2 separate regions of the Sus scrofa genome follow, and region 1 is linked to region 2. The links are chromatin contacts, called in public promoter capture Hi-C maps. All regions are on one chromosome and are shown on one strand. The core of a region is the stretch at or near the end of the contact, and the rest is flanking DNA. Distances in the headings are between cores, read along the strand shown.

Evidence for each region. Promoter capture Hi-C pulls out the DNA fragments that hold promoters and counts their contacts.
Region 1: a promoter capture Hi-C map of liver shows a contact between it and region 2, with 3 times the contacts expected there. The contact joins the promoter of GIT1 here to the promoter of PHF12 in region 2. A contact is called at or near these places in 1 of 5 promoter capture datasets (liver), 1 of 47 Hi-C or Micro-C datasets (embryonic fibroblasts) and 1 of 2 datasets of contacts at active chromatin or transcription factors (skeletal muscle).

What each region holds. Positions count from the first base shown.
Region 1 is chr12:45,780,896-45,785,572 of Sscrofa11.1, reverse strand. It overlaps GIT1 (ARF GTPase-activating protein GIT1), which reads left to right and starts at 1,921. Exons shown (of 20, transcript XM_021067515.1): 1 at 1,921-2,128. The coding sequence starts at 2,077.
Region 2 is chr12:45,172,564-45,177,842 of Sscrofa11.1, reverse strand. It overlaps PHF12 (PHD finger protein 12), which reads left to right and starts at 3,088. Exons shown (of 16, transcript XM_005656997.3): 1 at 3,088-3,190; 2 at 3,342-3,761; 3 at 4,409-4,590. The coding sequence starts at 3,696.

The DNA.
Region 1 (4,677 bases), core at 672-3,171, 610 kb before region 2:
CTCAGCCTGGACTGGGGGCCCTATCCTCCCGGCAGCCAGTTTCTCTTTTTGGTCCCGCAGCCCTGGACTCTAAACCCAGGTCGCTTTTCCTCGCCTGCGCGCTCTCTAGCTGCCACGTGCTCGAGACGCGCCCACACAGCAGAGAAACAAAGACAGTCGAGCTATGGGGCTGCCAGCAGCCGCCTCGACATTTAATAAATGAAATTCCATAGCTGGGGGTCGATCGGGGGTGAACGGGCGGCCACCGCTCAAGGGCTGTGCGGTGTGTGTGTGTGTGTGTGTGTGTGTGTGTGTGTATACGCGCGCGCGTGCCTCCTGGCCGTTCCTCCCATCGCCAGGGGTGGGACCACCAACTCGGCGGACGGACTCCTGAGGGTGGGGGGTGCAGCACCGGGCGGCAGGTGGTGCCCCCCCCCCCCCACCGCGAGGTATCTTTGCTCCCAGAAGCCCTGCAAGCTGAACGGCTGGCTACGGGGGGGGAGGGGAAGACTGCAAGGAGATTTTTTTAAGGTGCGATTATAAATATACCCCGTGGATCGCGATTTCAAACAAACTTGTCAATCTGGGCTGCAGAGAAAGGCGATGGAGGCAGCTTTGCATGTATTTCGGGTGGTGTGACTCATGAGCATTACTTGTCTCCCCCAGGGAAGCAGCCTGCCCACCCACAAGTCACTGCTGCTCTGGCACCGCTGGTTTAAAATCAACCAACTCCTGCACCCCTGCCCAAGGACTCGCCTCCTACCCCCACCCCTTGTTACTAAGCAGGACTCCCCGCCTGCCACTGGGGAACCCTCCTTTAATCGTGTCACCACTTCATCAGGACCCATTGGGCCTGGGCCTTAGCACCCCTGCCCTCTCTCCACAAACCCAGCGCTTTAGCCTTTCTTGCTGCAAGATGGGGGTTGGGTGCACGTGGGGCACACGTGTATGGGGGAGCATGCTCAGTGCTGGGGTGCACCCACGTGTGGCCTGCTGCCTCCTCTCCCTGTCCCCCATCCTCCAACGAGTCTCTGTGTGAAGTCCAGGAGGAAAAACCACCGCAAAAAAGGCCCCTGTATGTTATATGCTTGTGCCCTGGACACGCAGACTTCCCGTGGCTCAGAAACACCAATGATGTATGCAAGACCGATGCCAAGTGGGTATTACTGTACACAGGCACAGTGGTCACTGCTCAGGAGGTCTTCAAAAACAGTCCACACTCTTTCATTTCTGGATGGAAGCCGGGAGGAGGGATAGATGTTTATTCAGCTCGGAGGCAGGGGTATACACTGCATGACCTCTGGCACTTGGGCGTCCATATTGTTGGCGGTGTGCGTAGTCAACAAGAGTGTGACCACACAAACACCTGGACACACAGATGTGAACACACAGCGGACCAGGACGCACAACTCACCCCAAACAGAGACAGGAACGTTACCCCGAACCACAGCCTCTGGATGAGGAGGGGGGCCTGGGCCTTCAGCTCCTTACTCTCTTCTTTGATCCCCAGGGGTCACTGTCCCTGGGCTCAAGCTCCCCGGGCCAGCTTCCGTCTCAGTGAAGGGGATGGGGCTGTGGGGCTAGCTCGCACAGCCTCAGGGACAGGGGCGCGCCGGAGCCCAGTGCAGGGCGCAGGCGACGCTGCAGCGCGGGCCCGGCGGCGGCGGCGGCGGCCGCGGCCCCTTTAAACGCCCCCACCCCCTCCCGCCCGCGCTCCCGGCTTCCTTTCTCCGGGAGGCGCGGCCGGCAGGGCCCGGCGGTGGGGCGGGTGTGCAGGCTGCCCCTCCCCCGGTGGGCCGGGCCTGCGCCGCTTCCTGCAGGAGCGGCCGAGAGCCGCGCAGGGGGCGGAGAGAGCGAGCGGCGAGCGGCGGCGGGGCGGCGCGGGGCGGCGCGGGGCGGAGGGCGCCCGAGGGCGAGCGGGCGGGCGGGCACGGCGGGTTCCGGGCCAGCCCCGGGGGCGGACGGTTGGCCGGGCGCGCGGAGCCTAGCCGGGGCCTTGCCGGAGCCGGGCCGGGCAGCAGGGGCCGCCGCCGCCCGGGCCCGCCGCCCGCGCCCCCCACGCTGGCCCAGAGGGCTGCGGCCGCGTCGCCGCTGAGGATGTCCCGGAAGGGGCCGCGAGCGGAGGTGTGTGCGGACTGCAGCGCCCCGGGTAAGCGGGGCCGGGCCGGGGGCGGGACCGCGCACCGAGGCGCCGCCGGGCGGGCGCCGGGGCCTGGCGGGAGCGCCGTGCGGGGCCGGAGGGCGGGGCGGGGCTGGGGGCTGCGGCCTCCGGCCTCGGCCCCCGCCCCGGCCGCTGCCGAGCCTCGTCCTTGGCGGGAGGGCCGTCCTGGGGGCCCCAGTTTCCTCGTGTCCGTGGACAAGCGAGAAAGGACATTCCCGGCGCCGCCTCCCACCCCTCAGTCAGAGGGAGGCGGGCAGCTGGCTGCACCCCCCGCTTCCATCTCATATCCAAACGGAAGCGCCAGCCTGGGGTGGCAGGAGGGCTGTGGCGAGGCCGGTCGGGGTTTAGGAGGTGGGGGCGAGTGAGGTTTTGTGTCATCTCAGTGCCACCCCCGCGTCTTGCACCTGCTGCTCGCATGGTCTGCACGCCCGCTGGGGTGGCGGAGGGCAAGGGGCAGAGAGCTGGGCAGATGGGCTAGGGGGGGTCTGGATACTGTTTCCTCTGGAGCATTTGACGGGGTGGCTACTCCTAGGACTCCTTGCCCCTGGCTCCCAAGGCTGGGGCCCTTTGCAGGGCCTGGTGTTCAGGGCCACTTGAGCCTGGGCATCTTCCCCTGAGGCGTCCCCAGGCCTGATGACTGGAAACGAGATTCAGCTTCCCCTGTGCTCCAGTAAGGCCTGCTTGGAAGGTGGGCTTGGCATTGCCCCAACCTGAGCACAGACCCCTTGCCATCTCCTAGGCCAGTCTGGTCAGAAATGGGTGGGGAGCAGTGCCAAGGGGTGCCTAGATTCCTGAGATTCACCTGGCTTCCTGGCCTGCCTTCTGGCTGTAGTCGCCGTGGTTTTTCTCTTATTCCCAGCAGAGTCAGGTCCAGGTGAAACCCCTTGACCTGCTGAGGGAGTGAGAAGCAGTGACCTGGAGAGGATGCTTCCTTCTGATGTGGGAGGACGCTGCCGGTGATGGGGCTCAGCATCTGGCCCGGGGAAGGAAGCCCTGGCCCTTGACCGGCCTCTCTTTTTATAAAAGGAGCTATCTTGCTGGGAGACCGGGTGGACTCAGGGAGGGGGGACTATGGGCGCAATTAAGCATGAGTGTGGGGTGTTGTTTTGTGTGCCCATAACTTCCAGCCACCCTTTGGAGAGGTCCAGGACCCCCAACAGGTTGAGAGCAACAGACGCTCTGGTGGTTCTGATGTCTCCAAGCTAGAGTGTTTGGGAACTGTGGGTGCCTGGCAGAGGCATGGTAGTCTGGGTAGTCATGACCCTGAGGCCTCCTCTCAGGGCATGTTAGGGTCCAGAGTGCCCCCAAGAAGCTATGGGGGAGGAGGTGGGTCATCCGACCTTACCCCTGATGAGTTAGAAACTACTATCTCCTTCCCCCAAATGCAGGCAGGTCTGGGGATGGAAGGGCTAAGAGGAGAACTTGTTTTCTCAGTGCCTGTCCCAGGCCGCCCTTTTGCATCTCTGCTGGACACACGTCACAGTGGGGGTGGGAAGGGCAAGTAAGAGTGGGAGGGGGTGCTTAGTAGATATCTTATCAGGGGAGCCTGGATTTTGGTGTTGCCTTTGTTTCCAGCTTACTCTGACTCATGGCAAGACTTTTCCCCCTCAGGGTCTCAGGTTCCTCAACTCTGAGGTAAAGAAGTTGGAATAGAAATGGTTTTTAAGATCTATCCAGAAGTTCCTGCTATGGCTCAGTGGTTAACAGATCCGACTAGGAATCACAAGGTTGCGGGTTCAATCCCTGCCCTCGCCAAGTGGGTTAAGGATCCAGCCGCTCAGATCTGGCGTTGCTATGGCTCTGGCGTAGGCTGGTGGCTACAGTTCCGATTAGACCCCTAGCCTTGGAACCTCCATATGCTGTGGGTGAGGCCCTAGAAAAAGACCAAAAAAAAAAAAAACTATCCTATCTCCAAAGTCTGTGGTCCTGATTCTGGACCTGGGGGACACAGGCAGCATTATCAAGGCAGTTGTCCTTTCTCCATTGCTTTTGACCATTTGGCTGAAGTCTCTAGATGCTCAGCGGGCATAGGGAGGAGTGGTATGTATCTGGTGTGTTGGGGTGCCCAACCCAGCTCGTACCCCAAGTCCTCATCCCACAGAGACCTTTTGTGCTCCTGGTACTACCTTTTCCCCTGATCCAGAATACAGGTCAGGAAGAGGCAGGTGGTATGGTGGGCAGGGTGCCATCAAAGTCTTCTTCATCACCCAACCCCTGCACCTAGCATGCTGTCTGGTAGGCATTCCCTAAGGGTCTGGATGCTTCTCAGGACCTCAGCTGACTTTTTAGGGGCACCTGCACCCTATGATGCATGGGGTGGCATTCTCAGTCTGGGACCTATAGCAGCTTAGGTAAGAGGCTTGAGGGAAACCAACAGTCTGGAGCCCAGGCCCAGAGCCACCTCCTTGGAATATGCTTCCTACCCAAAGTCATAAGCTTCTCACTGTAATAGGAGCCCTGCAATCTGCCCTAGGAGTGGGGTTGTGGCCCTTTTGTGGTTGGTTAATTTGCAGGGTCATGGAGCTGAAAAGTAAGGT
Region 2 (5,279 bases), core at 1,839-4,338:
ATCTGGCGTTGCTGTGAGCTGTGGTGTAGGTTGCAGACGTGGCTCGGATCCCGCGTTGCTGTGGCTCTGGCATAGGCCGGTGGCTACAGCTCCGATTGGACCCCTAGCCTGGGAACTTCCATATGCCGTGGGAGCGGCCCAAGAAATAGCTAAAAAGACAAAAAAAAAAAAAAAAAAAAGCCCAGGAAGCTGATGCCTCTCTCCTTTTACTTCCTTCCCAGCTAACAAGGCTTAGGAAATTGGAAGAGAAATCAGAGACTGAACCTCTGAATATGAGGCCCTAGTTCGTCTTGGCCGCAGGGAACATCCAGGATGTTAGGCACAGAAGCAATGCACTGTAAGGGCTTGGCTCCTATTTTAGTAAAAGGAGTATCCATGGGCTCCAGAAAGACGTGGAGGTGGCTGAAGAGGATCTACCTAATTTTGCCATGTTTGGTCCTTCTCAGCCTCTATGCCTCTTCCTTATGGCCCCCAGCACCTTTTTAGATGTGTTTACCCAGTCTTGGTCCCCAGCACATCCATGCTAAGAGGTGTGCTCTGCATGGTTGCTCTTCAGAATAAGAGCAAGAGGCAGGCAACAAGGAGTTATGGACACTAAGAAGCCAGAAGACAAAAACCCTGAAGGAAATAGTATCAGCTACCAGGACTTCTACAGTCTTCCAACAGGGAAGTTTTGACCACTCATGGCTTGACCACTCATGGCCGCCCACCTCCTGGTTCTACCACAAGCCATCTTGAAGAGGTGAGGCTCCAGTCCATCAGAATGCAGTGCCTAAATTAGCCACAAGAGGTCACTTCCTAAGGCATCTGTATCCCATCTGCTTGTTCTCCCTTTATCCTCCTTGAATAGCCAGGGCTGGAGCTCTCCAAGGTGGCACAACTACTGGCCCCAATGGGACCTTACCCTCCAAGTTCTAAGAGGAAGGTGTGTGATGTGATTAGTTTCTCTGGCACTTGTCAACAGATCAAGTGTTACTTTCCTCATTAGCCCACTAATGCCTATTTCTGTTCTTAACTGCAATGATGGTATTGATCAAAGCAAGGCCTTGCTCATTGGGCATGTGCCACTGGCTTACTTATCTGCCCCACAATACCTTCAGGCTGACACAGCAGCACAGCTGGGCCCTGAGCAATAGGAAGGAAGCCAGGGCGGTGAGGGCACATGATGTATCCATTTGTGAGGGTGTGAAATACAGCCTCAGAAGGGATGAGGTTCAGCCACTTTCATACTTCTAGCTCTCCCCTCCTCTCTCTCTGAGGGCCACATCTCTGGCCCACAATCATTGAGTCTTGTTTGGGAGCTCTCATTGTGGCTCAGTGGTAACGAACCCGACTAGCATCCATGAGGATGCAAGTTTGATCCCTGGCCCTGCTCACTGGGTTAAGGATCCAGTCTTGCTGGGAGCTGCAGTGTAGGATTCAGATCCCACATTGCTGTAGCTGTGGTGTAGGCCAGTGGCAACAGCTCCAATTTTACCCCTAGACTGGGAACTTCCACATGCTGGGAGTGCCGCCCTAAAAGACAAAAAAATTCTTGTTTGCTGAGGCTGGTAGAGGACAGAAAGGGCCGATCTACATATCCTTTGATCAATAAGGCCCAGGACCTTAGTGTTCTTTCCAGGCACCAACAGGATCATTAGGAAAGTCAGAGAAACAGAAACCTAAGACCACATATGGACATCCTTACCCTATCCACTTTATCATCCCAAAAGAAGCAGCATCTCCTCACAGGCAGATAGATAGTGTCCTAACTTGGGAATCAAATCTTTTTCATTCCTAGGTCTGCCATAAATGCATTATGTGAAATATGCAAATCACTACTCTTCTCTGTGCCTCTGGAAATGAGGGGATTAATACAGATGCTCTTTAAACCCTTTCCAGTTTTAGGTTTCTGAGAATGCTAAGGATACCTTAACATCAAAAGTGAACCAGGCTACCTGCCCAGGATATCTGGTAAAAACGCCAACTAAATGCCTAGTGTCAGGCACAATGATGCCACTCCCTTCTCCTTCGCTCCATCAACAGTCAGGCAGAGACAACAGGCCATCTCCGAAGATGAGACCAAGGGGAGGGCGATCACAGAGGAGGGAGCTGAAGTCCTGCCCAGAATTTCAGTGAGGCCTTCAGACTACAAATCCCAGCATACCACACTGAAGCTATAAAAAGTATCTCTTCCGGGCAGGCAAATCACTCTTCCCCCAGTTCATCCTACTGCACACTGCATCGCACGCACATGGAACTACGGCTCCCACAATCCACCAGACCCATCGCGATTCTTGCTTCCAGGGTGCAATGCGCTCCCGTTCGCCCTTTGGCCCCTTTGCGCGTTGCAAACTGGGAATTGAAGTCCACAGTAGGCAGGTAGCTGGGCGTTGTCAGCATTACAAACTTCGCTTTTGGCTTCCTTTCGGAGAGTGGTTCTCAGAGATAGTGGTCAAGTCGTAACGGAGAGCTCTCCATGGTGCCATCACTAGCAAAGGCAAGCATGCTCAAGCTAAAATTTACTGTCGGGATCGGGAGGGAATTGGGAACAGTAGCCATCCAACCCGACACCGAAAACATCGTTTTCCGTTGCAATGGCTTTTCTTTTATCTTTACCAATATGGCGCCTGGTCCAGCCACACCTGACGCTGGAACCTGACAGTCCAGTACGACATCCTTAGGAGTACGGCCTATCAGTCCAGCCAGCACTACACTTTGCTCCTTTCTGTTCATGCCTAAGGACTCCAAGGACACGATAGCCTATATATCATTACCAAAATGGCGAAAGTATAAGCACTCTTGTGAGGGCCTACAGGTAACAACACGCCTGCGCGGGAGCCGGCTGCGTTGTTGTGGGGCGAGAGGGGAGCATCCTTAACACGCCTGCGCGGGAACCGGGTGCTCTTGGGCTATTCACAAACTCCAATGGATGAAGGGTCCTCCTGTTCCTGCGGCTGCGCTATGACCCTTACCAGCTCGCCCAGGCGCCTGCGCGAGACCTCAGGTCCCGCCCTTTTACCTCAGTACGCTGGCGCAGGGCAGAAAGGCGGGGCTTCGGTGCTCCAGACGAATGCCAGCGCGGCTGCGCGCTGGGGGGTACCCCCTCACTGCGGCTGCGCGGGAGCCCGGCCGCCGGCTGTCACTGCGGTTGCGCGCGGCGAGCGGCGATCCCGGGGCGCCTGCGCGGGTGGCTTTGCGGGCGCTCGCGGTAAGTTTGCGCCAAGTGCGCGGCAGCCGGGACGCAGACGGCGGCAGCGGCGAGAGGCGGAGCCCGGGGACCACCCCCCATCACCCTCCCCGCAGTCACCTCACGTACCACAACCTCACCTAACCTCTCACCCCCCCTCCGATCCCCCCAGCCCCGGGATGGCAGCGCCCGCCAGCCTTCCCGGCCGGACCAGCGGTCGCCAGCGCCGGCTTTAGCCTGTGGGACTAGGCCCCGCCGAGGCCTGACCCCCGGAGCCGGGACCCACCGTGCAGCCAGCCGCCGGGCCGGGGCTGAGGGGCCGCTCCCCCTCACGGCCCGTGGGAGGACGCTGTCGTCCCGGGGACTGGGGGCCGGGGGGTGGGGGGAGCCAGGGCGAAGAAGTCGGGACCCGTGTTGGTAAAAAAGAAGGGGGGCCGGGGTCAGGAGCGCCCCCTCCCCCCGCTACCCCCTCCCCCCGGGGTTGGGGGGGCCGGAGCAGAGAGCGCCCAGCCCGGGAGGTGGATGAATGTGGGAGAAAATGGAGACCAAGACGATCGTGTACGACTTGGACACGTCGGGGGGGCTGATGGAGGTAAGAGTGGCCCTCCTCATTTCTTTTCCCTAGCGCCAGTAGAGAACCTCCGCCCTCCGCCCCACAAAGCCGGTCCTGAGCTCGCAGCGCAAGAGGGCCGGGGAAGGGGGGGGGCTCTTCTCACCCAGACGCTCCCTCCCATCTTTGCAACTCGGGGGGCTGAGCTCAGCCGCCGAGGACGTTTGCAGCAGTTTCACCTACCCGCCGCCCTCGATTCGCTCTCCCGAAGCGCCAACCCACTCCATCGCGTTGCACCGGCGGGCCTCCCCACCCCCTTCTTGTCGGCCCCTTTGTGCTTCCCCCAGCACGTCCGGGTACCGAGCTTCAGGCCTCTCCCGAGCCTCGCTTTGGAGTCCCCCACTGTCCATACAAGGAAGTGGCGAGAAGGGAACCGCACACCCTCTCCCCATCCCCCCTACCCTGATCCTCCCCATTTGGAAGAAGCCGTTCTCGTTGTTGTGCTGCAGGAACGCGGTTAGGGTGGGCTCCCCTGTTCCGGGGGCTGAGAGGTTCTGGGAGCAGCCTGGATGGGAGGAAGAAGGACAAAAGGGGGGAGAAGGGTGGGTGACAGAGAAGCTGCGCCGGGGGGGCGACGGACCGCCCGGGAGCTCCGAGTGTGCACACACGCCATTTGTATGTGTGTGCAGCAAATCCAGGCTCTGCTGGCTCCCCCCAAGGCGGACGAGGCAGAAAAGCGGAGTCGGAAGCCAGAGAAGGAGCCCCGGAGAAGCGGCAGGGCCACCAACCACGACAGCTGCGATAGCTGCAAAGAAGGGGGGGATCTCCTGTGCTGTGATCACTGCCCGGCCGCCTTCCACCTCCAGTGCTGGTAAGGTCTGGGGACCCCTCTGTAGCCCCTTGAAGGACCCTTCTCGGCACATTCCTTCACCCGGCCTACCCCAGCCTGCCGAAATAACGGGCGTTTGCAGCCGCTAGCTGACTTTCTGCAGCCGCTGGGGCGAGCGCCTCCCCGCCCCCAGGTGCTGCCCGGATCCGGCCGTTCGAGGGGGAGGAGCAGCGGTGGGTCCGGACCCCGAGGTGGGGGTTGGGAGGAGTGAGGAGAGCCCCATCTGGGATTGGAAGTCGCTGGGGAGCCGGGACCGAGCCGGCAGGGCTCGGCCGGCGGTGGCGGGGGAGGAAGGGGAGGAGCTCCGGGCCCTGCGCCGCTCTCCTGCCCGCGCGCCCGCCGCCCTCGGGCTGCTGCCGGGCTGGGCTGTCCTCGGGGTGGGTGCGCAGGAGCCCTTGGCCGCCCTGGTCCAGGCCCGCCGGACCCGGCGCCCGGGCGCTCTGGGCCGTGGAAGAAATCATGGAGGGTGTCTCTCGAGTCCGCCTCTTCTGTGCCTCTCTGTTTACAATATGGCGACCTGCCTTTAAATTATATTTTTATTCTCAGCGCCATTTTGGCTGCATATATGATTTTCAAACGTCTCCCGGGGAACGGTGGTGGTAGCCTCGGAGTCCTTTCTGCAGAAGCTTCTCCGGGGCCGGGGCTGAGATCTTGCCGCTTTGGTCCCCTTT